Regions from separate parts of the Sus scrofa genome. Here regions 1, 2 and 3 are each linked to region 4. The links are chromatin contacts, called in public HiChIP or PLAC-seq maps. All regions are on one chromosome and are shown on one strand. Each heading gives the region's core, a stretch centred on a gene start, on an enhancer-like site or on the middle of the called end of the contact. The rest is flanking DNA. Distances are from core to core; before and after follow the strand shown.

What was found. HiChIP or PLAC-seq counts read pairs in DNA pulled down with a chosen protein or histone mark.
Region 1: an H3K27ac HiChIP or PLAC-seq map of alveolar macrophages shows a contact between it and region 4. The contact joins two enhancer-like sites. A contact is called at or near these places in 2 of 47 Hi-C or Micro-C datasets (embryonic fibroblasts and fetal skeletal muscle) and 1 of 2 datasets of contacts at active chromatin or transcription factors (alveolar macrophages).
Region 2: a contact with region 4 is called in an H3K27ac HiChIP or PLAC-seq map of alveolar macrophages. The contact joins the promoter of SPRED1 here to the enhancer-like site in region 4. A contact is called at or near these places in 4 of 47 Hi-C or Micro-C datasets (alveolar macrophages, embryonic fibroblasts, skeletal muscle and 1 more) and 2 of 2 datasets of contacts at active chromatin or transcription factors (alveolar macrophages and skeletal muscle).
Region 3: a contact with region 4 is called in an H3K27ac HiChIP or PLAC-seq map of alveolar macrophages. The contact joins two enhancer-like sites. A contact is called at or near these places in 1 of 47 Hi-C or Micro-C datasets (heart right ventricle) and 1 of 2 datasets of contacts at active chromatin or transcription factors (alveolar macrophages).

Annotation. Positions count from the first base shown.
Region 1 is chr1:133,041,495-133,047,982 of Sscrofa11.1, reverse strand. The region is part of intron 1 of LOC106506784 (basic salivary proline-rich protein 2-like); the gene reads right to left. Among named protein-coding and RNA genes, the nearest start is that of SPRED1, 28 kb to the right of the region's middle. Within about 2 kb of position 3,807, at least 8 of the 83 cell types and tissues checked have an H3K27ac peak or open chromatin away from gene starts, as enhancers often do. A contact at or near this core is called in alveolar macrophages, where this site is marked.
Region 2 is chr1:133,013,525-133,020,878 of Sscrofa11.1, reverse strand. SPRED1 (sprouty-related, EVH1 domain-containing protein 1) reads left to right here and starts at 4,154. Exons shown (of 7, transcript XM_003121622.6): 1 at 4,154-5,328. The coding sequence starts at 5,297. It overlaps LOC106506784 (basic salivary proline-rich protein 2-like), which reads right to left and starts at 5,268. Exons shown (of 3, transcript XR_002345566.1): 1 at 4,287-5,268.
Region 3 is chr1:133,114,226-133,121,538 of Sscrofa11.1, reverse strand. The region is part of intron 2 of LOC106506784 (basic salivary proline-rich protein 2-like); the gene reads right to left. Among named protein-coding and RNA genes, the nearest start is that of SPRED1, 100 kb to the right of the region's middle. Within about 2 kb of position 2,043, at least 27 of the 83 cell types and tissues checked have an H3K27ac peak or open chromatin away from gene starts, as enhancers often do. A contact at or near this core is called in alveolar macrophages, where this site is marked.
Region 4 is chr1:133,249,744-133,256,365 of Sscrofa11.1, reverse strand. No RefSeq gene overlaps it. Among named protein-coding and RNA genes, the nearest start is that of TMCO5A, 130 kb to the left of the region's middle. Within about 2 kb of position 4,340, at least 4 of the 83 cell types and tissues checked have an H3K27ac peak or open chromatin away from gene starts, as enhancers often do. A contact at or near this core is called in alveolar macrophages, where this site is marked.

The DNA of each region.
Region 1 (6,488 bases), core at 2,558-5,057, 210 kb after region 4:
AGCTGAGGTATACATCACAGCCATAACAACAACCAACACCAGATCCAAGCCACATCTGTGACCTACGCCATAGCTTATGGCAGCACTGGATCCTTAACGCACTGAACAAGGCCTGCATCCTCACAGAGACAACATCAGTCCTGAACTCACTAGGCCATAATAGGAACTCCATCTCCAGGCCTTTTTAAATGGCTTTTGGCACACAGAATCCCAATGTTCTACGTAGAGGTGCTGTAAGAGGATGTCACACCAAGAGCACATCAAGTACAGTGGGAAAGCACTGCTCCCCCACCTCCAATATTTTTAAGTTTATGCAGGATATTATTTCAGAATCCAGTACCTTTCTGTGTTATTGTTTCCAGGCTAGCCTCAGCCTTACCCTGTAGGACAGCAGTTCTACCCAACCACGATTAAGGATGATGCCTCTGGTGTCATCAGAGCAGCTCCACCTTTATTTTTTATTTTTTGGCCATGCCCGTGGCAGGTGGAAGTTCCCTGGGCCAGGGATCAAACCAGCACCTCAGCAGTGACAACACCAGATCCTTAACCCACTGAGCCATCAGGGAATCCCAAAGTATCTCCACCCTGTATCTTCGCCTATATAGCTGATGTTGTAAAACGAGAAGAAATAAATTGTATTATAACCACCACAACTTCCCGCCCTTATTCATCCATCCTTAATTTTTACACTTTCCCTATAAAGTTGAGCAATAGTTATACATTTATATCTTTGTTGTCATTTGTTCTTTACATTTTTTAACTATTATTAACTGGATGTATAGAAGAGCTCCTGTCATGGTGCAATGGGAATGGCGGTGTTTGGGGAGTACAGGACATGGGTTCAATACCTGGCCTGGCACAGTGGGTTAAGGATCCAGCGTTGCCACAGCTACAGCTCAGGTCATGACTGGCTCAGATCTGAAACCTGGCCTAGGAGCTCCATATGCTGTGGGGAGGCCAAAAATGAAAGAAAAAAAAAAAAAAAAAAACCTAGATGGATAGATATGAAAGTTAAGTGCTTGATCATTTTTAAACAAAATATACATGTTATGGATTTCAAAGCATTTAAGAAATTCTGACTTAAGAGTTCACTTGGAAATTCATTCTATCCTCCCCAGAATGGACTGGATCTAGCCTGGGGTGAATGTTAAAATCAAAGTGTTGGAGATCCTATTGCGGCTCAGTGGTCACGATCCCTGGGTTTGATCTCTGGCCTCGCTGAGGCTGAGTAGGTTGCCATGAGCTGTGGTGTAGTTTGCAGATGAGGCTAGGATCCTGCGTTACTGTGGCTGTGGTGTGGACTGGCAGCTATAGCTCCGATTCGACCCCTAGCCTGGGAACTTCCATATGCCACAGTGCAGCCCTAAAAGACCAAAAAAATAAAAATAAAAAACCAAACAAAAAAACACAAAGTGTCTCCAAAAAGTGGATCTAATTCAAGTGAGAGTTGGCATATGCCCTTATCAAGCATGGATCTAAAATCACTGGAAATGCTAAATAGGAAGAGAAGAGGTACAACTGTCACTGTATGCAGATGACATGATACTATATATAGAAAAACCCAAGGACTCAATCCAAAAACTACTTGAACTGATCAACAAATTCAACAAAGTAGCAGGATATAAGATTAACATTCAGAAATCAGTCACATTTCTGTATACTAACAATGAAATATTAGAAAAGGAATACAAAAATACAATACCTTTTTAAATTGCACTCCCCAAAAATCAAATAGCTGGGAATACACCTGACCAAGGAGGTGAAGGACTTATATGCTGAGAACTATAAAACATTAATCGAGGAAATTAAAGAAGATGTAAAGAAATGGAAAGATTCCATGCTCCTGGGTTGGAAAATTAATATTGTGAAAATGTCTATACTACCCAAAGCAATCTACAGATTCAATACAATCCCTATCAAATTAACCATGACATTTTCACATAACTAGAACAAATAATTCAAATACTTATATGGAACCACGAAAACCAAGAATGGCCAACCTATTTAGGAACGAAAACCAAGCAAGGAGGCATAACTCCCAGACTTCAGGCAATATTACAAAGCACAGTCATAAGACAGTGTGGTACTGGTACCAAAAGACAGACGACCAATGGAACAGAATAGAAACAGAATAAGCCAGACATCTATGTCAATATCTTTGACAAGGTGGAAGAATAAAATGGAAAAGACAGTCTTTCAGAAATGGTGCTGGAAACTGGAAGTGCACGTAAATCAGTACAACTAGAACACTCACATGCACAAAAAAAACCAAAATGGCTTAAAGACTTAAAATAAGACACATCAAACTCTGAAAAGAAATAAGCAAAACATTCTGACATCAACTTACAAATATTTCTCAGGTCAGTCTCCAAGCAACAGAAATCAGAGCAAAAATAAACCATGGGACCTCACCAACTGACAAGCTTTGCATAGCAAAGGAAACCAAAAAGAAAACAAAAGACAACTTACAGAATGGGAGAAAATAGTTTCAAATGATGCAACGGAAAAGGGCTTAATCTCTAAACTATACAAACAACTTATACAACTCAACAGCAAAAAGGCCACAACCCAATGGAAAAATGGGCAAAAGACCTGAATAGACATTTTTCCAAGGAAGATGCACAGATGGCCAGCAAGCACATGAAAAAATGCTCACATCACTGATTATTAGAGAAATGCAAATCAAAACTACCATGAGATACCACTCACACCAGTCAGAATGGCATCATTCATAAGTCACAAATAACAAATGCTGGAGCAGGTGTGGAGAAAAGGGAACCTCCTGCACTGTTGGTGGGAATGTAAGCTGGTCAACCACTATGGAGATGAGTATGGAGATACCTTAGAAATCTACACATAGAACTCTCATATGACCCAGCAATCCCACTCTTGGGCATATATCCGGACAAACTTTCCTTAAAAAAGACACATGCACCTGCATGTCATTGCAGCTCTATTCACAATAGCCAAGACATGGAAACGACCCAAGGTCCATTGACAGATGATTGGGATTAGGAAGATGTGATATATATAACACTGTGGAATACTACTCTCCCATAAAAAAGAATGAAATAATGCCATTTGCAGCAACATGGATGGAACTAGAGACTCTCATACTGAGTGAAATGTCAGAAAGAGAAAGACAAATACTATATGATATCACTCTATCTGGTATCTAATATATAGCACAAATGAAACTTTCCACAGAAAGAAATCATGGACTTGGAGAATAGACTTGTGGTTGCCAAGAGGGAGGGGGAGGGAGTGGGGTGGTTGGGGAGATTGGGGTTAATAGATACAAACTATTGCCTTTGGAATGGATTAGCAATGAGATCCTGCTGTGTAGCATGGGAACTATGTCTAGCACTTATGATGAGCATGAAATGTGAGAAATAGAACTGTACATGTATGTGTAACTGGGTCACCATGCTGTACAGTAGAAAAAAAATTGTATTGGGGAAATAACTATTAAAATAATAATAATTACAAAAATAAAAATAGAAAATAAAAATAAATCACTGGAATTCTGAATGATCATTATAATATCTGGAGCTCTCCCTGGTACAGAATCACTTGCAGTGTTAACAGAGTATTAACTAGGACAAAAAAAAGTGTAAATCTAATGCCAAAGTAGAGGATCAAATGTGTCTTGATGAATGATATTTAAAGGAAAAAATTCTTTAACAAAAAACCCTCCACTCATAGAAAGCATCCAATCCTAACTGGCCACCGTCACTGTATTTCCTCATCTATGACTTCTTTGTTCCTACTCCATGCTTGATTGCCACTGTCACTGAGTAACACAGCCTGCTCTAGGCACGGAGCCAGTTTGATTACAACAACTGCTTGTGTGACAGAGAAAGGTGGTTTTCAAGGCCTAGCAATGGCTCACCCAAGCTTCTGACTCTGGGGATAATTTTGTCCGTCATTCACAAGATGGAAAATAAATATCCGCCTAACCTAGTAAACCAGCAACCTAGAAATACCTATGGACACAGAGTTCTATAACCAGGACACAGAAGGAGTGATCAGATTGATCCCACTCTAGCCTTTAATAAGCACAATGAACCAACCACATCCTCAAAAGCTCAGTTTTCACATATGCTTAAACATTGGCAATCATTTCTGTTTTCCCAGGTTATGGTTATGATTTGCTCATATTCTAATCCTAAGTGCCTCATGTATGACATATGCATAAAATAGTTAAAATTTTAAATATTATGAAATAATAAGTCCTTGAATGAAAACAGCAAGTCATTTAGAGGAAGAAAGGTACTGCTAGGTAGCTTCATTCACATGAAAAGCTACTAATTCAGGGGAAAGAATCTAAGTTCTCTTTTCATCTTTAAAAGCGAACTGGATTTTAAATTAGTTTTTTTCAGAGTTCCCGTCGTGGCGCAATGGTTAACGAATCCGACTAGGAACCATGAGGTTGCAGGTTCGATCCCTGCCCTTGCTCAGTGGGTTAAGAATCCGGCGTTGCCGTGAGCTGTGGGTGTAGGTTGCAGATGCGGCTCGGATCCGCATTGCTGTGGCTCTGGCGTAGGCCAGTGGCTACAGCTCCGATTCGACCCTAGCTGGGAACCTCCATGTGCCGCAGGAGCGGCCCAAAGAAATAGCAAAAGTCAAAAAAAATAAAATAAATTAATTAAAAAATAAATAAAATAAAAAATAAATTAGTTTTTTTCAATTTCATGGACACAAGTTCTGTTTCTTTCTTAACTTATCAAATATATGGTTTCTACAAATATAGTTAAGACAATCAGAAATTATTTATATAGGTGTCCCCTTGTGGCATAGTGGGTTAAGAATCTAGCATTGCTGGACTGTAGTTCGTTGCAACAGTGGACAGGTTTGATCCCTGGCCCAGGAATTTCCATACGCTGCACTCATGACCAAAAAAAATTATTTTTCTAATAAGACGTCCGAACCATGAGACAACTGTGAAGAATATCACTTTGTATTTATTTTCACATTCCTATGTTTCCTTTTCTGACTTTCACCTAAATATAACTTAGAACATTAAAACTCTTCCAATCCCTGAAAGAAGTCTTTTACTATAATATATCTTTTGCCCTACAATGGTCTCTTCTCATTCATATAGTTCACCTGACAAACCTTCTTAACTGAGTAGAAATGTCTAACATTTGTGGGAGAAAGAAAAATAGATGGAAAGATAATTATTGCGCCACCATAAAATGAATATTTCCTAGGTTCCACTGCTATGCTAGAGCTTTACATGTATTATCTCAAACAAACCTACATGGCTGTTATTAACTTATGCCACTTTCCAAATGAAGAAGCTGAGAGGTTAAATATTTGCCCAAGGTGTTAATAAGTAGGGAGTGAAGCTTAACCAGGGCTCTTGACCAAAGTCTAGCCTTCTTTCTTCTACAGTTAGCCGGAGAGTTTGCTATTCAGAGCATTGGATGGCAAATGAGAGGGTGCCTGAACAATGAAATATACAGGATACGAAGGAATAAAGATGGTTAGGCAAGGACCACTTTCTGTAAATCAGCTCACAGCAGTAGACTCGGAAGTAGTCCAGGCTGGAAAGATCGCAGTTTTAGTCACCTTATCTTCCCTCTAGAATACCACTTCCAGTTCAGCCAGCTTTTTTGTGTGCTTTTGTTTGCAGCTGTGGTGTCCCCAGGGTACTCAGCTATCATATATTTCTGGCATGGTAGAATTTTTCTTCTTTCCTCTTAGCTGAATAAAGCTGAAAGTTTCCAAAAAGTATTCTACTAAGAGACAAAGGGGAATGAACAGGGAGGAAAAAGAAGAGAGAAAGTTTTAAGAAATAAGAAGAAGAAAGAACATTTGAAATTACAAAAGTTATGTTTACAAATGCCAGCTTTTTGAGAGTTTTTGTTTTGTTGCTTTGTTTGTTTTTTTTCCAGTCTCAGGAAAGTCTACTCAGAGATCTGTCTTTTCAATTTAGTTAATTCAAAGATCTCAAGTTTCCTCTTGCCTTTCATTGGGAGTGGGAGTAGGTGAAGCTAAGGTTTCTCTGTATAAAGTGCATACATTATCTTATTTCATAGAGGGACACCCGAAAGTGGTCTTATCATCATCTTTTTACATACCAGGAAACTGAGGTTCAGAAAATGAAATACCTTTACCAAGGGCCCTTGGCCATGTAGAGGCGGATTGGGGCAGGATTTCTGACCTGCTCCTTCTCCGTTCCATTTTACAAACTTCAGAACACTCCCTTTGTTTGTCCTGAGGCACTTCCTCCTACCACTCAGTCTTTTGCATTCTCTCTTCCACACACAGCTTCTCCAGCAGTGGAAGCAAAAGTCAGCCCTAGGATAAAACACTAAGATTGGGGCTGGGAGGTTACTTTGAAGACTTTCAGAATGCTTGGGTTCAAGTCCTTGGGGATTATTTATGTGTTACTGTGTGACTTGACCAGGTGCCTTAACCTTCCTGGGTGAGATTTCATCTGTAAAAGAGGGAATGAATCATGGTGCTACCAATTTTGGGAT
Region 2 (7,354 bases), core at 2,905-5,404, 240 kb after region 4:
CAAGCCACTTTAAATAAATATGAACTCAAAAAAGGTGATTAGGGAGTTCCCGTCGTGGCGCAGTGGTTAACGAATCTGACTAAGAACCATGAGGTTGCGGGTTCGGTCCCTGCCCTTGCTCAGTGGGTTAACGATCCGGCGTTGCCGTGAGCTGTGGTGTAGGTTGCAGACGCGGCTCGGATCCAGCGTTGCTGTGGCTCTGGTGTAGGCAGGTGGCTACAGCTCCAATTCAACCCCTAGCCTGGGAATCTCCATATGCCGCAGGAGCGGCTCAAAGAAATAGCAAAAAGACCAAAAAAAAAAAAAAGGTGATTAGGAAACGAGAGAGAGGGAGAATGATCTATACAAGTATAAAACAGTGAAAGCAAAAAAATTTTTGAAGACAAATTCTGAGTTCATAAGAAAGATAATCATATGGGGAGTTCCCATTGTGGCATAGGGGAAATGAATCTGACTAGTGTCCATGAGGATGAGGGTTCAATCCCTGGCCTCCCACAGTGGGTTAAGGATCCAGCATTGTCACAAGCTGTGGTGTAGGTCACAAATGCGGCTCAGATCTGGAGTTGCTGTGGCTGTGGCACAGGCTGGCAGCTGTAGCTCTGATTCGACCCCTTGGCTGGAAACTTTCATATGCTGCACCTGCAGCCCTAAAGAGAAAGAAAAAAAAAAAAAGAAAAAGAAAAAGAAAGATAATCATATGGACCAAGTGGTCTGGAAAGAGGGAGGAAAAGCCTTGAATTGGAGCCCTACATGCCATCATTGGTTAGTGCCTCTGTGAGAACAGGCCACCTTTGCTGTGCTTCTAAAACCTGGTCTGACACCGTCATGGAACCCAGAACCCACTTGTACTTTAACTTTGATGATGTCCTCCACTGGCAAGTAGCTGGCAATTGTGCTGTTGGTTCATGGATGCTTTTGATAATTAATCCTCTATAACAGGTTAAGTGGCTGTGGCTAATTTCTAAAGCTGAGGGCAATAGCATTGAGCGCCACCTGTGAGCACCAGCTCTTCACGATCAGCCTCTTTTCAAAGATATACCTGAGAAAACACAACCAAGCACATACAAGTGTCCGCTGACCTGCTGACCCGACATGGCTGTAGAATCCTTCTTGACTAGGTCTCACTAGCAGCTATACCAGCTGAATGGAGTTGGAACTTGGGTGAAATTGTGATCTATATTTATCTTCTAGTGTGGCTTTTCAAATCTTATTGGATTTGCCTTCCTTAGCTGAACCTGCTCTCTGTCCTTGATCAGTATCTATCTTAGCCTGTGATATACCTTGGACTGCCCTTTTTTGGGGTCCTGCAGGAAGAGCTTTTAGTTAGGGATGTGTTTGGAGATGGGATTACACAAGTAGCTACAAGGAAAGGAGGAGAAGACTGTAAAGGGCTTAAGAAGGACAACTGGCATACTTCTGAAAAAGCAGATTTGTCAGAACTGTTCCAAATCTGCTGAGCAAAATCTCTGGGGTGGGGCCTAGAAATCTGCATTAAAGCAGTACTTGCAGTGCACATTAAAAACAAAAAAACTTTATTATGGAAATGTTCAAATATATAAAATAACAAAGAAAAGTTTCCTTGTGGTGGGTTAAATTGTTACTGCTGTGGCGAGGATTTAATCGCTGGCCAGGGAACTTCGGCATGCCACAGGTATGCCCTCACCCCCACAAAAGCAAGGAGCACACAATCTTGTCTCATTTAAACTACTCTCTACTCCTCACCCCACTAGATTATTTTGAAGCAAATCTCAGATATCATATCAATGCATCTGCAAATATTTCAGTAGGTATTTCCGAAAGATAAGGACTTAAAAAGCACAACCACAACACCACTTCTGTGTTATCAGCAATCTTCACTTAGTGTTTGTTTCCCCAATTATCTCAACTTTTAAAATATTTATTCAAATCAGGATCCAAATAAGGTCTCACACAATGCATTTTCTTGTGATGTCTTTTGTACCTCTTATAGCCAAACACTGGGATAGACAAGAGCAGCTGCTGATAGTCAGACTAGAAGACCCCTGGACTCTGAGCCTTATTGCAGGACCATTTCTGATGGTTTCAGGGTAGATGACTGAGCGCTCTGGCCATACAAAGAAAATCTTTCTTTTAAAGTTGGTAACAACAACTGAGTGAGAGGAGAGAGTTACAAAGGCACCCTTTAAAGAAGAGCACAGAAGGGTCCTGAGAGTGGCCCAGGGAACACCAAAGGCAGTGAACGGATTGTTGACTGTGCTATCATTTATTGATGGCTTGCTAAGGACCAGACCATGTGCCTAACAAGAGTGGGACATGGAAGAAAACCAATGGTTATTTGTTGAATGAATGAACAAAGCTACTGAATGCTTTACACTGAAACTTCAGAGCAACTGCCACCATTTTGTCATGGAATTTATTATTATCTGTTTTGTAAAATCAAGGTGAGAGTGAAGACTTCAGCTCTCAATCTGTTCCAAGTACTTTATGTATACTATCACCTAATTAATCAGTACAGCAGTTCTATGAGTTAGGTACTATTATCCCCATTTCATACAGGGACAGAATGTAAATAGCCTGCCTAGAACAAAAATTGTCTAGAATACAAATTATAACTGATGGGACTTGATTCAAATCCAAGCAGCCAATGTGGTGAGCAGCAGTATTGGAAGGAGAGGGGGCAGTTCCAACACTTCTCGTCACAGTTTCTTTGCAGGAACAATATGAAAAACATAGGTTCAGAGGCAACTTCTGACTATTGCCTATCCCCTTTACCTCTTCCTGTCACTAACACTACCCCTTCCTTGCCCTGAGAAAGGACAATTCTGCTGCAAGACAAGAAGCAAGAGTTATATAAAACCTCAGAAATCAACGGGAGGGTCTTTGGGCAGACTGATTCAACTCCTTTATTTATTCCTCTAGGATTGACTAAGCACCTACAATGTCCAAAATACTATATAAAGGCTTGGTCCAGACTCTCTGGAACAGCAGTCCTGAAACTTCCTGGAGATGGATGGCAAACGAGTGCTGACTTATTCGGCAGTCTCCCACTTTTTCTTTCTCAGGAATTGTTCTATTCCTCAAGGTGGCAGGAGCAGCAACCTTCGTCCTCGGGTCGCACAAACCCAAGGAGAGAAAAAAAGCACTGCACACAGAGCCATACTGATACCTAGGGAGATGCGTCAGAAACTTGGGACTCAGTCCACCAGGCCTGATCCAGTACAGGCTGCCTTTCTAGGTAGGTAAGAGATAATAGCACTTGCAGAGCCAGGAGCTGAGTCCTCTGGTCCGGCAGACCCTTAAACTCTGGCCCAAACCCCAGTAGGTTTCTGTGCAAAAACCTTTTGAGCTGAATGCATACATTGTCCTCTAACATTGCAAACGTGACAGCTGCCTATTGAATAATTGTTCCGCCTCGGTTTAGAGCAGTTCGTGCGTGCCACAGAGGCATCTTCTGCGCTATAGTTATGCAACCTCACTCGCAGCGGGAGTTATTTCCTGTGCTTCTGGCTGCGCCAGATTCATATAACACGCCTACCCAGGGCTTCAATGGAAGTCGTTCTCCATTAACAACCACGCTAGCTTTTTGAGATGAATGCCCCGCACAGAATACCCCTTGCTCAGTAAGAATCCAAGGTATTTAAACTCTTTCTCCCTCTCTAACACACACACACACACACACACTCCTTCAGTGCATGCAGCTAGGAGACTGCAGCAGTGCAACCAGAGGGACAGCAGGAGGAGCTCTCTTTGTACATGTAGTCCCTTCCCTCCAACCCCCACCAACTAAAGATGAACTCATGCCAGTTCCATTCTTTGCTCTGCAAGGAAAACACACACACACACACACACACACACACACACACACACACACACACACACAGCTGAACAGAGGAGCCTCCATTGCCTCCTTGAGCACGCTGTCATCCTAGCCTCTAGGTTCAAACAACCCGGATATTCCAAAGCGAGTTAAGGGGAGTACCGCGCCGCCACAATGCAACCTCCGGAGCTGCTCCCGGTGCAGCTCCCACCCCCGCCTCCTTCCGCGGCGTGCCAAGAGTTTGGAGCGCGCGCACGCACACGAGCACCGTGCCTGCGTATCCCTCCGCCTCCCTCCTCCTCTCCCCGCTCTGTGGCTCGACAACGATTTGGGAAATGAAGGGAGGAGGGAACTACTTTCCTGAAACTTGCTATGCTGCACACGACTTCGAGTTGCGGTGATTCGTCCTGAGGTCGCAGCTTTTAGCCCTCCTACCCACTACACCCTCACAGCCCGGTCACCCCGCTCGGCCACCCCGCCCCATACCCACTCTGGTTCTCCGGGAAGCTGGCGGTGCGGGGAAATCGCCAGGGACTACTTCGTCTCCTTCTCCCGCGGGCGCCCCCGGTTCGGGCAGCGGCGGCGGCGGAAGGAGCGGGCGGCGTGAGCGCTTCCGCCGCCCCCCTCGCGGCTCCCCTCTGGCGGGCGTGAGGAGCTGACCCGCCGAGCTGCTGCTGGGCGCAGGCTGCTGGGGGACCCGCGGCCGCTCCCTCGCTCTCCCGACGCTTCTCGTGACCCTGCCCCTGGGGCGCGTCGCTCTTCTCCGGCCCGGCTGGGGGCGGTCGGTCCGCCTGCCCCTGCCTCACACGCGTCCCGCCGCCCCCTCCTCCCTCTTCTGGAACCGTCCCGGCCAGAGCGTGTCTGGAGGAATCCGCCGCCCTGAGGCCCCTCGCCCGCTTCTGCTCGTCCGGAAGGACCGGCCCGGTCGCCGCCGGGGACTGAGGGCAGCCGACCGCGAGGCGGGAGATGGTGGGGTGGGCTTCCGCAGGACCGCGCTGCCGCCGCCCGGGTCTGGGCTCGGCACCCCCCCGCCGGCCCCCACCGAGCGGAGCCCTGCTTCCTCCTCGCCGCATCCTTGAGGGAAGCGCCGCCTCTGCTCCTGGGTTCTCCGCCCGCCCGCTCCTTCCTGGCCGGACCCCGCCGCGCTCCACCCCAGTGGCCGGAGGAGCAGCTCTCCAGTCTGCCTTTGCAGCCCCCCTGCCTTTTTTCTTCTCCTCCCACCCTCCCTGGCTTCCTCGGATCTCTTGGCTGGGCGCTGAGGCGGGCGAAGAGGCTGGGGTCGCCACGGTGGAGGTTGTCGCCGCCACCCCCCTGCGGGGGTGGCCGGGGTTCCCGGCTGGGGGGGTACCGTTCCGGGTGAGACATCCACCATGGTGAGGCCCCTGAGCCGCTGCCCCCGCGCCCCCCCGGCCGCCGCTGCCTCTTGCCCCTCGGTGCTGCTGCTGCTCCTGCGTCTGCTGTTGCTCCTCCATCTCCAGATCGGATCACGGTGAGGGAAAGATGAGCGAGGAGACGGCGACTTCTGACAACGAGTAAGCACCTTACTGATCTTGATTACTTACCACCCCTCCCATAGCCCCCTTCCTTGGCACTCCCCCAGACCCCTCAGAGACTTAGGTGCTTGCAACCCTGGAGAGTTCGGTGCATCTTGCTGTGGAGAAAACATTTGTTTTTTTAGCCATTTTATTTAATGGCTGCACCCCACCCCCTCACCCCCACCCCCAGCCTTTAGTTGCTTTCATCTGGGGGAAGGTATTTAGTGTTGGGCTGGGATGGCAATTGTGCGCTCGGGAGATGGAGTGCTGTAGATGCATGGAGGCGGGGTAGAAATTACCCCAGTGCCTGGAAGACCTCTGGCCTGTCCTTTTTCACTTTAGCATGCCGGTCAGCATACCTTGAATATCCGTCCTGCCTCCTTTATAGCAGTTTCTTTCGGAAACTAACGTGTGGGAGCACCTCCTGCCGCAAACTGCTCTTGAATCTTAATTCGATGAGTCAGTGACTCTTAAATACCGATTAAGCCCCCCCCCCTTTTAAACTTGTGACCTGTAGGATTCTTGTAAAAAAATGGGGCGAGGGAAACATTTTAATAATTTAATAGCATTAAGGACACCTTGAGTGTGGGAGATGTTAAACTATACTGTTTTGCCTTGCGAATGCTGGACTTGTCTTTATCAGGAGCGTAGAAGGATTTTGAACGCTCAGCTATAAGGATTTTTATCTCTCTCAGCTGTATTTTGAAACACACCATTTACGTTGATTTAACAGTGTTTACATTGCTGACCTTTTTGATGACTTCATTCATTAACTTCTAGAGCATCCCGGCTTAAGTTCTTGTTTATTTGGGCTGTCCTTATGTTTTCCAAACGAAATACTGTGCCTTTAGAATATTTTGCTTTAACGTAACAGCTGCCTGGAGGAATAATGATGCGGCAACCGCTTTCTGTTGAGACGGGATTTAATTCCATGCTGCTTATTAGCATCCGTTTCTTGTAATTAAATTCAGGTTTTGATAATCTTTGGAGGGTTATAAAGAGTTAAGTGAGTTATAAAGAGTTAAGTGAGTTAGGACTAGTAGGACGCATTCCTTTAAGTAATGTGCATTCCTCAAGTCAGACCTTTTTGAGAGAACTTTAAAGTCCGAAGCCTAGGCTTGTTTAACGTAAAGTAGCTTGAGAAATGCCTTGCAGCGTCCCCCACCCCACCCCCCCCAGCGCTCTCTTCTGCTGAGCGGGTGTGGGAGAAGGTAGATTGCTGCAGTGTCAGTGCAGTCTGGAAGCAGAAGTGGCCGCCATGTTCTCTCTCTTTTTGTGAATCGTTCTCATTTGCATAGCACACTCTTCATTCATAAAAAAATAATTAAACATCCATCACCTTGGACATCTTGAAAGGATTTCCCAAGAAAAAAATTAGAAGCTCAACTGTCTGCCTTGCTGTAGATTTTTGAGTTCAGAAAGTAAGGAGAGTTCGAAGTTATAGGTTAAATTCAAAAATAGACGCACACACAAACAACTACCCCTGTTCTCAGAATGTTGACACAGTTATGTGGGAAATATCAGTTCGGGGAGGTGCTGGGATCACGTGATCGCGTCCATTCATAAAATACCTGGCTGTCCATTCACAGTGCTGTACACTGTCTCACTGCCTTCCGCAGATTAGACCTACTTTGAGAGAGATCAAAAAGTATCTCAGATAACGCAAAGTTAGTAGAGAAAAACTGCTAAAAATCCTGAACAGATTGACGATATTTTTTCTAGTATCGTCTTTTAAGAAAGTAATCTGGATTAAAATGTTAAGCTCTATGTTGGTGGGAAAAGACTAATTACCATATTTAAAGTAAAATATTAAGTATCTTCTTTTTGGATGTAGCTAATAGAAAAACTGATAGGGGAATGTGAATTGACACACGTGTAAAATATAATTTTTAAGTGGGCTCTTTTTTTTTTAACACTTTTCATGAACAGATTGAGAGTGCAAATTTTGGGTGTAGTGATTATCAGTGGATGATACAGCTGTTAGACTGAAAATGAGTAAATATTCCTGGTGATTTAATTCCAA
Region 3 (7,313 bases), core at 794-3,293, 130 kb after region 4:
AGTAGTTCAATAAAACAGGTAAAGGTAGTTAGAAAAACTAATCAGAAGCTATTTTAATTAGGGAATTCAATAAGTCCTGAGCAGAACCCTGAATAATGAGGTGGTAAGCAAAGTGGAGGTGAGGAGACAGGGGAACAGCAAGTATAAAAGCTCTGAGACAGGAGCCAGACTTTCTACCATTTCACTTGTCTGAAACAGAGAACCCATATCTCTAAGATAAAGCTATTGGACTAAAAGATCCCTGAAGTCTTTCTAATTCTCTAATTTCATGACTACTCTTAAGATGACTATCCGTGAGTATCCTAGGAAGAATAGAGAATTGTATTTTTGTTTGTTGGTTTGTTTGTTTGTTTGTTTTTATTTTGGCTGTGCCTCATGTGGCATGTGGAAGTTCCTGAACCAGGGACTGAACCCATACTATCACAGTGACTCAAGCCACTACTGTGGCAATGCCATATCCTTAACCCTCTACACCACAAGGGAACTCCCAAAAATTGTATTTTTAATGGAAGCAAACCCATGCTGCATTTTTAAGGTAGCAAGTGTTAAAATGGCCACATGTGGCATGGTTCTAATCAGTATTTAAGTTGCTCATCATTCAAAGATCTGTTCTCCTGGCATTTTCTCACTTCCTCATCCCTCAACCCATAAAGGCCAGACAAAGATAATTGATACCTATTGATCCTCAGCTAAGGGCTCAAGAAGCCCTTCTATCTAGGACTCATTCCCATCACGCTCTCTTCATCTTCCATTTATTACTTGACACCCCGAACAGTGGATTCCATCTTTCAAGGATGCCAACATCCCAGGATTTGAAGCCTGAGATGAAGTTCTGAAATTTAGCAAGTGGGGTGAGGAATATCTCAACCTAGCCCTATCAAACATCCCTCGAGTTTCCTTTGGAAATTATTCACACACGAAACAAGAGTAAACTGGGAAACAAGGTATCATATTATACACATCTCTTGGCAAGTCTCTGTTCAAGTAGATGGCTTGGGCCCAAAATCTGCATGGAGTTTTACCTTCCTTCCAACCCTAAATTCACACTTTACCAGCATCAAGCTCCCGAGGGGAAGTCAGTAGGTATCCTGCCAACTTCATCTCCAGCTATCCTCCTGCTACATTTGTGATCCAGATAACATTGCAAGGAGTTTAATTCCTCAAACCCACTCCACTCTTTCTTATGTCTAAGCCTTAAGATATGCTATTCCCTCTGCCTACAACAAACACCCTTTGCACCCACAACTCTCTTCAATTGGCTAAATGCTGCTTATCCTTTGGATCTCTGAGTCCTCCCCTAGGTAGCCTTGCACTTCTACTAGCAGAGCTTTTATCACATTACATTGTGATGATATATTTACTTGTCTGCAGTCCCCCAGGCTGTTAAGGAACAGGAGGAGTCAGATACATCCTGTTCAGCTTTGTTAACACAAAACTGTATCTATGATCCCTGGGACACAATAGGTGCATAATGATTATTTATTAAATGAATGAATGTAAATTCCATTTGTCTTTTTAATTTTTTTAACCTCGCTCACCATCTTCAGATCTGTATGCATTTCCACAAACTGTTCTAAACTTTTTGAGCAAGGAAATGCTTCAGAATTGAGAACTTGCTCCCCTGGCATCTTAATATCCAAAAAAGAATTTCTTTCAGGAGTCCCAGGAAGGGAATGATGTAAAAATACGGTAGAATTCTTAAAGAAAATCCAGGAATTCATGACTCCTGTGACAGCTGAAATAAATATACTGCCTTAGTCATCACTATTCTTTTAAACCAGTTTGAGGAAACATGTTTTGCTTTTTGTTTTAAACAGGAACAGATTGCTCAGGGTTTGGGGGAGCCAGACACGAAACAGAAAGCCCTTCCTCTTTCATTTTACAAGTCCTTGCTGTCTGCCCAGCGCTGATATATTTATTGAACTGCAGATTAAACAACCTTCTTTCTCCTCTCCAAATGGCCTGGTGTGGTGTTGGAGAGGGAAAGAAATCAGGAGCACGCCTCCAGCTGCCAGCCTTGGGAGCTTAGCACTGAAGGAGGAAGGCCAGGAATTCTGCTCATCCTGGACGCAGGAAACTCTGAACCCAAGTGGCCTGAGTCTAAACTTGGAGAGGGAATTAGAGTTGAAAATTAACCCTTCAGCTGCTGGACAAGCTCAGCAAGTTGGGCAATGATACTACTTAACAGATCAAAAGAGGAGCAAGTAACTGCTATCTGCTCCTAAAGTCCTTTTGGCATTTTCTCTCTGGCTCTGGACCAACCTGTTCTTTTTTCGTTTGGGGAAGTACATAGAGGGAAACCAACATTTACTGAGTTTTTTTTATGTGCCAGCGGGCACCATATGTAGTGATTTGCATGCACTGTCTTATTTAATCATCCATACCATCATGTGATTGTATTGATTTTTATCCTCATTTTATGAAGAAATTGATGCTCCTAGAAAGCAAGTAACTTAGCCACTTAATTAATAAACAATAAAACCGAGGTTCGGATCCAAATCTAATAAATTCAAACCCCAGTATTTTTTTCCTTCTGCACCTGGGAATTGGCACCTGAAATCTTAGAAATTTGTCCAAACTTTTGAAGAGAGCACAAAATTTTAAAAGGTTCTGCACAGCTCATATCATCACAGTAACCATTCTGCAGGTGAACTATAGTTGATCATAGACAGAATATTGTTTCCAACTATAATGGTAAGACTTTTCTGAAAGAGCATTTTGACAAAGATTAACTATTTATCCAGTTAACCCAGATTCCCTTTACAATTGAGGATGATTATGACATCCATAAATTAAGTATTTCCGTGTTAAATAACAGCCCTAAGCACTTAGAGTTTTCCTTAGCATTCTCTATCTATATTTTATAGCATCTCTCCAGGGATGTTATAATGATTTGTCTGTCTTTCCCACTGCAATATGAGCTCCTAAAGGGAAGGTAGAGAGAATGTGATTCATTTTTGTGTTGCTTAACCCAAGGCCTGGCAGTCATGGCCACTCATTAAATGTTTGTTGGATTGATCTGGCAGAGACCACGACTGTGAAAACAACTGGCTATAATGGAGTTTGATAAGAATTACCATTAAAATATGTTCAAGATGAGGTGTAAGCATTTAAAAACAATCAATTAATTCTGTCTAAAGGAAGGACTGTTGGGAAAATTGCACAATGTGATGAGTTCACCAGGTGAAGAAGGAATAGAAGAAAGGCATTTCAAAGAGAGAGAGGCTTAAGCAAAAGCAAGACAGCAGGAAACAGGGCAAGTAGTTGGAAGAGGGACCCGTGGATTTGTCTTCTTGAACTTTTGAGATAGGCAGAGGAAAAGGAACAAGAGTCAAAAGAGTTAAGAATTTTTGTCAACAATATCAAAGTGCACCTACTTCTTTCTTTACACTTTGTGCTTAGCCTATCATGGAAGGTATGGCTTTAGTCCAGAAGCTCTGAAGCTGGTGTGTGCTTATAAATAGGCCATCCTCTTAGAATGCTTACTCCTAATATCCCTTCTAGGATTTCAAGGGGAAGTGAGGTTGAGTGACTTAGAAGGGCAAAGATCATCAATACCAAAGAAGCCTTTTTGGAAGACAGAGAAAATTCCCTCCTCCTAAAAGTGAGAAATGAAGGGCTTCCCAGAGTATTTGCACATGGGAGCTCCGCAGCCAAGGGCAATAAAGGGAATTGACACTGAAATAATCACTTTCCCCTCCCACAGGCTAAGGAACCCTAGAGCAGTGGCTCTAAACTTGCCTACAACTTAAGGTCACTTTCAAGTACCCTGATGCTCAGGCTACACCACTGACCAATTGATTCAGAATCTCTGGAGATGGAACTGGGCCTCATGACACTTTTAAGCTCCTTTGGTGATTCCAATATGCAGCCAACTTTGAGAACTGCTCCTTCAAAGAGTGGACAAACTGGTGGGTGGCTGGGAGGGTGAGATTGTGATATCGGTAGATCTGGGATGAGGGAAACCTTTTTCTAAGATTGCATTAAATGTTTCTTTAATGCAACTGATGTGCTTATGCAACTGATGTGAGTGTAGAATATTTACAGAATTCTCAGGCAGGTTGGCTGTGGATCACACTAGGGAAAGCCCTAGTATAACAGATTAGCCTCTGTTAGCTCCTATAGTGAGGAGCACGGAGCTAAAGTCTCTTTGAAGCCTGGCAACCATGTGTGAAAGCCATTGCATAGTCATGGATTCTATTCTCATTCCCAAGGACAATAGTGCAAATATCCTTTTAGAAGAGCCATAGTACTATGCTAAAACATTAAGTAGGAAATGTGATATACAGCACAGGATAGCAATTTCACAGACTGCTTGTCCATTTCATCGTATGATTTCTCCACCACCACCCACACTCCTGAACATTTTGCTACACAGCACATATTGGTCAAAATAATAAGAGTGTGGAGGGAATCTTAGTGATTTTTAAAGAAAATGCACCTTTAGGGCAAAAGGCAAATGCTTTTAAATAAATAGGTGCATGCAAATGTGCTTGTGAGAGCCAAATAAGAAATACAAGGCATTTCTTTTCTCCTACTGAGAAGAGGGAGACCTTTTTCCCAAAGTTGAATCAAATGTTTCTCTAATAGTGCTTATGCAATTGATATTATTGTAATATATTTACAGAATTCTATAAATCCATAGATTTAAAAAGAACCATTAGGTTTAACAAATTTAAAGGAGCAGGTAGTATGTTTGTGATTTTCTAAATGTAATAAAGATGTTGTTTTATTATATATCTTCCTCTACTTGAATGTGTTCATGAACTGGTTAAATATTTGATACTTAATCAACAAAGCTGCATTATGGATAATTATCTCAAGAATTGGCACCAGGGGCCAGATCCTTTTAGAAATGGCCTGCCAACTCTTCTGATATCTTCTCCATCACCAGCGAAATGAGAATCCAGGAAAGCAAAAAGAAAACTTCTCAGAAGTGCAAGGTGTTGAATTGTAGCAAATTTTCCTATACACAGAAACACTGAGATGTCTTTTATCTCTTCAATATTCCCTTTTATAATGCAACTCTCCCTCCACAATAATTCACCAGGCTGCAGCACTCCTAAAGAGAGCAAATGTTTTCTGCTTATCCATGCATGGTCTACCTCCTGTGTGGAACCTGTTAACCAAGTAGACCTTTCTTTTGCCCAGAACCTCTGTGGGCTTAGGAATGAGACTTGGGAGCTGTTGATGGTTGAACTGAGTCTAATTCATGGAACCAGGTGGCCCCAGCATCCAGCTTATTAAATTATTTTATCACTATTCTTTATAGGAATCTCATGATAAAAGTCATACACAAATTAGGTAAGTTGCTTACAGTTTTCTCAATGCAATTATTTTGATAAATCCAAGCACTACTCAGTCCATGCTAGTCACTCCTATTATTCCTATCACCACTTCTAGTCAGCTGGCTCTACCTGTTTATTCTACCTTTGTTTATTCTATGTCTAACCCCAATCCAATGGTAAGGTCCTGCCCTTGGTTCTCTCTGTCCCTAGGAAAGCAAAGTCTTTTTCTGTCCATGCCCTTGATAGACGCTATTGTTTTAGGCCTTACTGGTCAACAGATGCTCATCTCAATAGGTTCTCTGAGCTCCAATGACTAACTCATCTTGCAGGTGGTTATGGGCTGTGCCCTTTCAATGTCGGTCATCTGAGCCTCTCTGAATTCTAATGTTTTCTCTTATACTCATTTGATTAACTAGTCTTGTCACCTTCAGATGATTCTAGGCTCTCTCTCCAAAGTTCTCTGAGTTCCCTTCTATATCTTAGTCAAGACTTTCTTCTCTTCTTTTCTTTTCTTCTTGGTTCCAAGGAAAAGATACCCATGCACTCTTGACAAATGTAATGAAGGTCTTATTGGAAAGATCTAGGAAAATGGAATCTAATAATTTCATCAAGGGCAGAAAACTATGAAATGCAAAGAAGTGGAAAATTTCCTTTCTGGTGCCCTTTAATGCTTCCTGACCTCCTCTTTGCTTTCTTCTACTTCTTTTCTGTCTCCCTGAAAAGTGACAAAGACAGTCACACCAGAGCTCCCACATATATATCGACTCGGTTCAAATCTCAGAGTCGAGGACCTGAGGACCCAAATTTAAAACAGTGAAACTTCCATGGGCTCTTCACTCTTGGTTCAATAAGCTATAGCCTGATCATATGGGAAATTATGGTTTCTGGGGCAACTTGCAGGTGAAGAGGATCATTTTGGATATGGATCATATAGAGAGATCAAATGGATACAGATTATGCTATGAAAGTCCTTTACCTTTCTCTGTAATTTCTTTAGCCCTGCAGAAATTTAGGTTTTTAATCCAAATCTTTTTAACAGATGCATCTTGTCCTAGATTATGTTTTTAAAACAGTTAAAAGCAAGGGACCTTTTTTTTTTAAGTAAAATATTTCGCTATAACCCACGATGTAAGACAAAGAAAAAGCAGACTTGTTCCAGTTGAATGGGAGAGAGTGGGGAGCAAAGGTCCCCTGAAGCCCTGCTTCAGCCCCTAGGGAAGCCACTACTCTTGTGTTTATAACTTCCATCACCATAAAAAAATATGTTATACTTCTGTTTCTTGACACATCAACTTTACACAGTATCTTTTGATTGCTCACCATAAAAGGTAAGGCACTTTAATGCGATTCTACTTCCTTCCCCTCCCTTCCTAGTTTGCAGAGTTAACTTATTTTCAGTGCTTTTCTTCATTAGTGTTAGAACTTCAAATACTATCCTTAAAGAGTATTGGCTTTAGATCATATCTCATCTCTCTACTAACAAAAATAGCACCCTTGCACTGCCCTCCACTCCTCCTCTCTTCCAATACATTGAAATACACACATATATCATTTTTTTGGCCACACCCACAGCACGTGGAAGTTCCTAGGCCAGGGACTGAACCTGCTCTACAGCAACAACCCAAGCCACTGTAGTGATAACACTGGATCCTTAACCCACTGTGCCACAAGAGAACTCCTAACTTTTTTAAAAAAATATTTTTTATTAAAGTATAGTTGATTTATAATATTGTGCCAATTTCTACTGTACAGCAAAGTGACCCAATCATACATATATACATTCCTTTTCTTATATTCCATCATGGTCTATCCCAAGAAATTTGATATAATTCCCTATGCTGTACAGTAGGACCTCATTGTTTATCCATTCTATAACAGAATAGTTTGCATCTACTAACCCCAAACTCTCAGTCCATACCACTCACTCCCCCCCTCCCTTGGCAACCATAAGTCTGTTCTCTGTGTCTGTGGAGAACTCCTCACTTTTAACATCTGAATACAGGATAATTAATAGGATCTCTAACT
Region 4 (6,622 bases), core at 3,091-5,590:
AGGATCTGGCATTGCCGTGAATTGCGGTGTAGGTCGCAGACACAGCTCCGATCCCACGTTGCTGTGGCTCTGGTGTAGGCCAGTGGCAACATCTCCAATTAGACCCCTAGCCTGGGAACCTCCATATGCCATGGTACAGCCCTCAAAAGAGAAAAAAAAAATTAAGCTTGTTACTTTAAGATAATTACAGATAATTAATTACAGATAATTACATGCAGGTCTAAGACATAATACAGAGATGTCCCATGTATCTTTTACCCAATTTCTCCCAATGGTAACATCTTGCAAAACTATAGTATAATGGAGTTCTCCCTGTGGCACAGTGGGTTAAGACTCCGGTGTTGTCTCTGAGGCAGCGCAGGTTCAATCCCCAGCATAGCTCACTGGGTTAAGGATTTGGCATTGCTGCAGTTGTGGCATAGGTCACAGCTGTGGCTCGGATTTGACCCCTGGTCCAGGAACATCCATATGTTGCAGGTTCAGCTGAAAAAGAAAAAAAAAAACTGTAGTATAATATCAGACCCAAGATATTAATATTGACACAATCAAGACAGAGAAGAGTTCTATCACCACAAGGATTCCTCATATTGCCACTCACTTCCCTCCTATCCCCTATACCCTTTGTCCCCTCCAGCATCCACTAATCTTTTCTCCCTTTCTATAATTCTATCATTTCAATAATGCTATATAAATGATATTTTACAGTTTCTAAACTTTTGAGATTGGATCAGCATAATTCTCTTGAGACTCATCCATGTTGTTGGATATATCAGCAGTTCATTGCTGAATAGCACTGCATGGAATGGATGCACCTGTTCATCCATCAATCCATTTGCTCATTCACTGACCCATTAAAACCATCTGAGTTGTTTAAAGTTGTTTTTTTTCTATTATGAATAAAGCTGCTATAAACATTTATGTGAAAGTTTCTGTACGAACATAAGTTTTCATTTCTTTGGGATAACTATCCAAGAGTATAACTGCAGTTATATGGCTGTTGCATGTTTAGTTTGTTTTTGTTTTTTAAAACACTGCCGAAATGTTTTCCAGAGTGGCTATGACATTTCACATTCCCACCAGCAATGTATGAGTTTTCCACTTTTTCCAAATCCTCACCAGCAATTAGTGGTGTTATTTTTTATTTTAGCTTTTCTGATAAATGTAAGTGATACTTCATTGTGCATCTCCCTAATGGCTAATAATGCTGAACATATTTTCATATGCTTACCTATCTGAATATCCTTGGTAGAAAAACATCTCTTTATGGGTTTTTCTCATTTCTTTTTTTTTTTTTTTTTGTCTTTTTGCCTTTTCTACGGCCGCTCCCATAGCATATGGAGGTTCCCAGGCTAGGGGTCTAATCAGAGTTGTAGCCACCAGCCTATGCCAGAGCCACAGCAACGCAGGATCCAAGCCACATCTGCAACCCACACCACAGCTCACAGCAACACTGGATCCCTAACCCACTGAGTAAGGACAGGGACCGAACCCGCAACCTCATGGTTCCTAGTCGGCTTCGTTAACCACTGTGCCACAACGAGAACTCCATGGTTTTCTCATTTCTTAAACCGCTAAGTTTTAAGAGTTCTTTATATAGTCTAGATACTAGTCCTTTGTCAGATATGTGGTTTACAAATATTTTCTCTCAGTCTATATCTTGCCTATTCACCCTATCAACTGGGTCTTCCATGGATACATCGGATTTAATTTTGACTAATTCTAATTTATCAAACTTTCCTTTTATGGATTGCACTTTTTAGAAAGGGAGCTCACGCCACTGACCTATAAAAAGTTCTTTCTTCAACCAAAATGCTCACCTTGTCTCCAGAACCCTCCTACTAGCTTGCATTTCTACCTATGAGTCTGGAGGAAAGTGTGGTAGAAGTCTTGTCACCTCCTTTTTGAGAATCCTTTTTCTTATCACTCTGACACAATTTTCACAGTATTTGTGCACTGGAACCATCTTTGACATATTCTGACTCACTTTCTTTCTAAGTCTACAATTATTCCCAGAATCTTCACACTTAAGGTCCATGCAAGTAGGATCTCTGTCTTTTGACCTTAATATACGGCACAGTGTATCTTGCATCTCTTGCAAATAGTTACTCAATAAATATATTTTGTTGAAGAAAAAGAAAAATTTGGAGTGTTTAAGAGGGCCAACATAAGCCACATTTTAAGAAAACTGCCTTCTCCATCTAGTTCAGCTCCTTACTCAGAGTAACATAGTAACTAGATCCAGTCACTTAACTCCTTGCTCTTCACTTTTTCAAGAGTAAAATGGGTATTAAACTTGGTTATATGAATATACCATATGAATACGCTTTATCATATGAATAAAAAATATATTTGAAGTTCGTGATGATTATGACCAAGTAGTATTCAACAGAATTGCTTTTTGTTTGTACACTTGGTAAAGATAGCTCAAATAACCAGTTTTATAGGTAACAGGCTGAGCAAGTGAGTTCAAGAGTTCAGAAGTGAGTTGCTAGCTCCACATTAATTCAGCCTGTTTCAAGCCTCATTATATGACAGCTGCCACAAGGGATAAGCCTCTGACTTAAGTGACTGCTCAGCCAGTGCTGATGTTCCATTCAATAATTGTCAGCAAATGCATCTACCTGTGCAATCTCACTTTTGCTAACAGGTTAATCTCTCCACGAATAGTCTCAAACGCAAATATTCTGGAAGAGAGTACAGCACAGGGTGTGTTAGCAGAATCACTTTTGGGGGAAAAATTAGTCAAGATAATTGTGGTTGCATAAATGGTTTCTTCCAAAAGGGCAGAGAGTCAAGCATTAACAATCAGCAGGGGACGGAATGTACAGTACAGTAGAAAGAGGTGAGAGGCAAGGAACAGAGCAGTAAACAGCTCAAGCAAACTGCTTTTGCTGTCTGGAAAGGGTCTCCAGCTCACTCGGTACAAAGTAGTGGGTCCTCCTGGACTCTAAAAACTTCTTTCATAAGCTCACAGAATAGACCGCAAAGGAATTGTTTGACACTAACAAGAAAGTCAAAAAAAGCATCCAAAATGAAGTCCTATCTTTAAGCCTATACTCACTGGAAGCTAAAGGTGGAGCTTGGGATGCTAAAGAAATACAGTTATAACTCAATAGAAAATAATTTTAGCAGTATCTGTAGGAGGAAAGGAGGAAAGAGAAGCAGATGAATCAGACTAGCTTGGGTGTATAAAAGGACCAGTGGGAGTGGTAATGATCTGGGATAAAGTGGAGAGAAGAAGGAGACAAATGGAGAGTTACCAGGCTCTCTGTGTTTGACATAATTTTAACTCTTGACCCCATAATGTCAATTAGGCCTGCGGTTTTATATATAGTATCTACACACCCATTGTTCACTATTCATAAGAAGTGCAATTCAGGAAATAGGTATTGTAAAGTGGTCTTTATCGCTGATTCAACTCTCTCAGAACTGAGAAGCTTAAAAGAGAAAAGGATTGAGTAACTAGTGTGTATTTATAAACAAGAGGCTTTTTATATGATGGGGGAGATGTAGTTTCTTATTGGAGGCAAATTTGCTGCCATAGAACATTTTTGGTTAAAATATCACAGGTAAAATATCCTTTACCACCATATAAAACCTCCTGGAATTCATTCCACTGTCTTCTGGGGTATACAAGTGTTCATTGCTGGTTTGTCCTCAAGATGAAAAAAATCTTTATTGTTCTTAGGAATTATTTTATTTCCTGCCATCCAACCTCCCTGGTAAGAAGGAGCCACTCCATAGCTGCAGGCTCCCCTCTTCTCAGGATCTGTGATGTAATTTGCAGACTTCCAAAAAAGTCAAGCTTACTGAGCCCTGTAGCTGAATCCCAGTAACTGGATCAGGAAGACCCAGCCCAGAACATGTACCTCATTTCTGGTCATCATACCCCTTCCTGCCTTCTTTTGTGCCAGTTTTGATCATTGCCTGGAACACAGATGATTAAGCCATGTCTAGGCCTTACCCTAGACTTCCTCTTCCTTGTCTTTCAATGAATAATCCTCAGATTCTAGCCACTTAACCTCCTAAATATCTCAAGTCCAATTCTCACCAACCCTATTTAGGCCACCATTAATTTAAACCTGTATTATTATCATGGCCATTAATACCTCCTCCAGCCTCCACACTTGCTTTCAAATTATTCCCCATGTTGCAACCAGATTAATCACCCTCAAGTGTGCATTCTCTTCTTAAAGGACTTTGGTAACTTCCTCTTGCTCCCCAAATAAAGGCCAAACTCCTTAACAAGAAAAAAGACCTCATCCTGATGTGACCCTACTTACAGCACTGACTTTGTATTGCTCACCCATCCGCCCACACCTACCTCCAATCTAGACTCCAGACACACTGAATTACTTTCGGTTCCCCAAACAGGCCATTCTCTTTCTCATTTCTTAGCCTATGTCCATGTGTGGGACATTACCCTTTTCCTACTCATCCTTAGGTCCCTACTTTGATGGCACCTCCTCCAAAAGTCCTTTCCTCACTCTCTCAAATGAGTTATGAGCTCTTCTAAGAGCTCTCAGAGAAACCTGTACTTTATCCTGCTATAGAAGTTATTATGGTAGAGTGTAACGGCTCTCTTACTAACTTGTATCACCCCTTGGACTGTAAGCTTCAAGAGGTCAGACTATGAGGAGGTCTTCTCACCTGTACACCCCTCACATCTCCTTCATATCCTGGCATATCCAAGCTCCCCAGTAAATACTGGCTGGATGAACTAATGCACACCTATGCCGCAGGAATGAGGTCATGCCTCTACTTAGCCATTCCTTACACTCTTCAGGGACAGAAGTCTTATGGCTGGACTCTGCTTAAAACCCTTCCAAGTCTTATCATTGTTCTTAGAATAAAGTCCAAAAGCCTTAATATGGCTTAAAAACCCTACTCCATCTAGCCTTATGGCAGCCAGCCCCCAAGATGGCCCCAATGAACCTGGCCTTCTGGTATTCACATTCTTCTGTAGTCTCCCCCACAGTGTATCAGTATTAGTTTGTATGACCAAGACCATACAGTACAAGTGAAGACATGCCACTTTTGAGGCTAGATCATAAAGGTCATGCATCTTCTGCCTCTCTCTATTTCTCTGGCAATTCACTTACTCTGGGGAGAGTTAAGTGCCATGTCCTGAGCAACTCTAAGGAAAGACCCATGCAGTAAAGAACTAACGTTTCTGGTCTAAAGCCAGAGAAGAATTGAAGACTCCAGCCAATAACCAAGTGCAAGAACCTCTTGGAAGCAAATACTCCAATCCTAGTCAATCCTTCAGATTACTACAGCCCCAATCAATATTTTTATTGTAACCCCATGAGAGACCCTGAGCCAGAATCAACAATTAAGCCACTTCTTGATACCTGACATGGAAACTATGAGATCATTAGATTTTGTGGTCTTAAGGCCCTAAGTTCCAGAGTCATTTGCTACACAGCAACAAACAACTAATGCAATACTCTAACCCTACCAGTGCCCACTGCCCCTTGCTACATATCTCTCCTTCCTGAACTATGATAGGTTCCCTCTTGCCTGCGGGTCTTCTCACATGCTGTTCCTTGGCCTTTCTTGGCCATGACAATTGTCTAATATATCAGCCTAAACAGCATTTTCTCAGGAAATTTTGCTGTCACTCTAGACCAAGATAGGCCATTTTTTACATGCTTTCAGGACAGCAGGAATTTTTTTCTTCTTAGACCTTTCACTATCCATCATATCATTCAGTAACTATTTGGGGATCACCAACTAGTCACCAAACACTATACTGTGAAAGGGGCAAAGCAAGCATTATCCTGACCTCATAAAATTCAAAATCTAGAATAACTCTTCACTTAATTATTAACACAATCATTTACTGATTGGACATTTGTAATTACTTGTTGATCTCTTTTATGCTGGCATAAAATCCCATGGGGATCATGCCTTATTGTTCCATAGGATTGCCCCAGTGTCTAGCCATGCTTTCAATTATTCAAAGCATACACAGCAAACCAAGAGTAGCAAGGTCAAGAAACCACATCACAAAACTCAATCTCCCTTACTTTCCTAACAGATTCTTCTGTCACACTTTCATATGATTATCTTCCTCTTCCTTTTCCCTCCTCTTTCTCTCCCTAAGGACACCAAGTATCCTCACTTGAGCACAAAGGGCTGTGAACAGTAGAAGGGGACTAAGTCAACGAACCTAGGTTTATTTTGTTTTGTTGTGTTTTGTCTTTTTAGGGCCACACCAGTGGCATATAGAGGTTCCCAGGCTAGGGGTCGAATCAGAGCTATACCACAGCCACAGCCACACCAGATTCTTAACCCACTGAGTGAGGCCAGGGATGGAAACTGCGTCCTCATGGACACCAGTCAGATTCATTTCCGCTGTGCCATGATGGTAACTCCCAAACCTAGGTTTTTGACCACTAAATAGTGATAAAGTTTGGGGAAAGATCTCTACCCTTTCTGCATTTTCTCTTTCTTTATTTGGGAAATGAATGAGACATATTAGATGATCACTGAAGCCCTTTCAGAGCTCTGAGCTTCTATTTGATCCTATTCTATATTAAAGTGTTTATAATCAGCCTGATATATTGCATCTGTATAGAACATTTAATTTTTGTTAAAGTGCTTCCCCACCTATTAT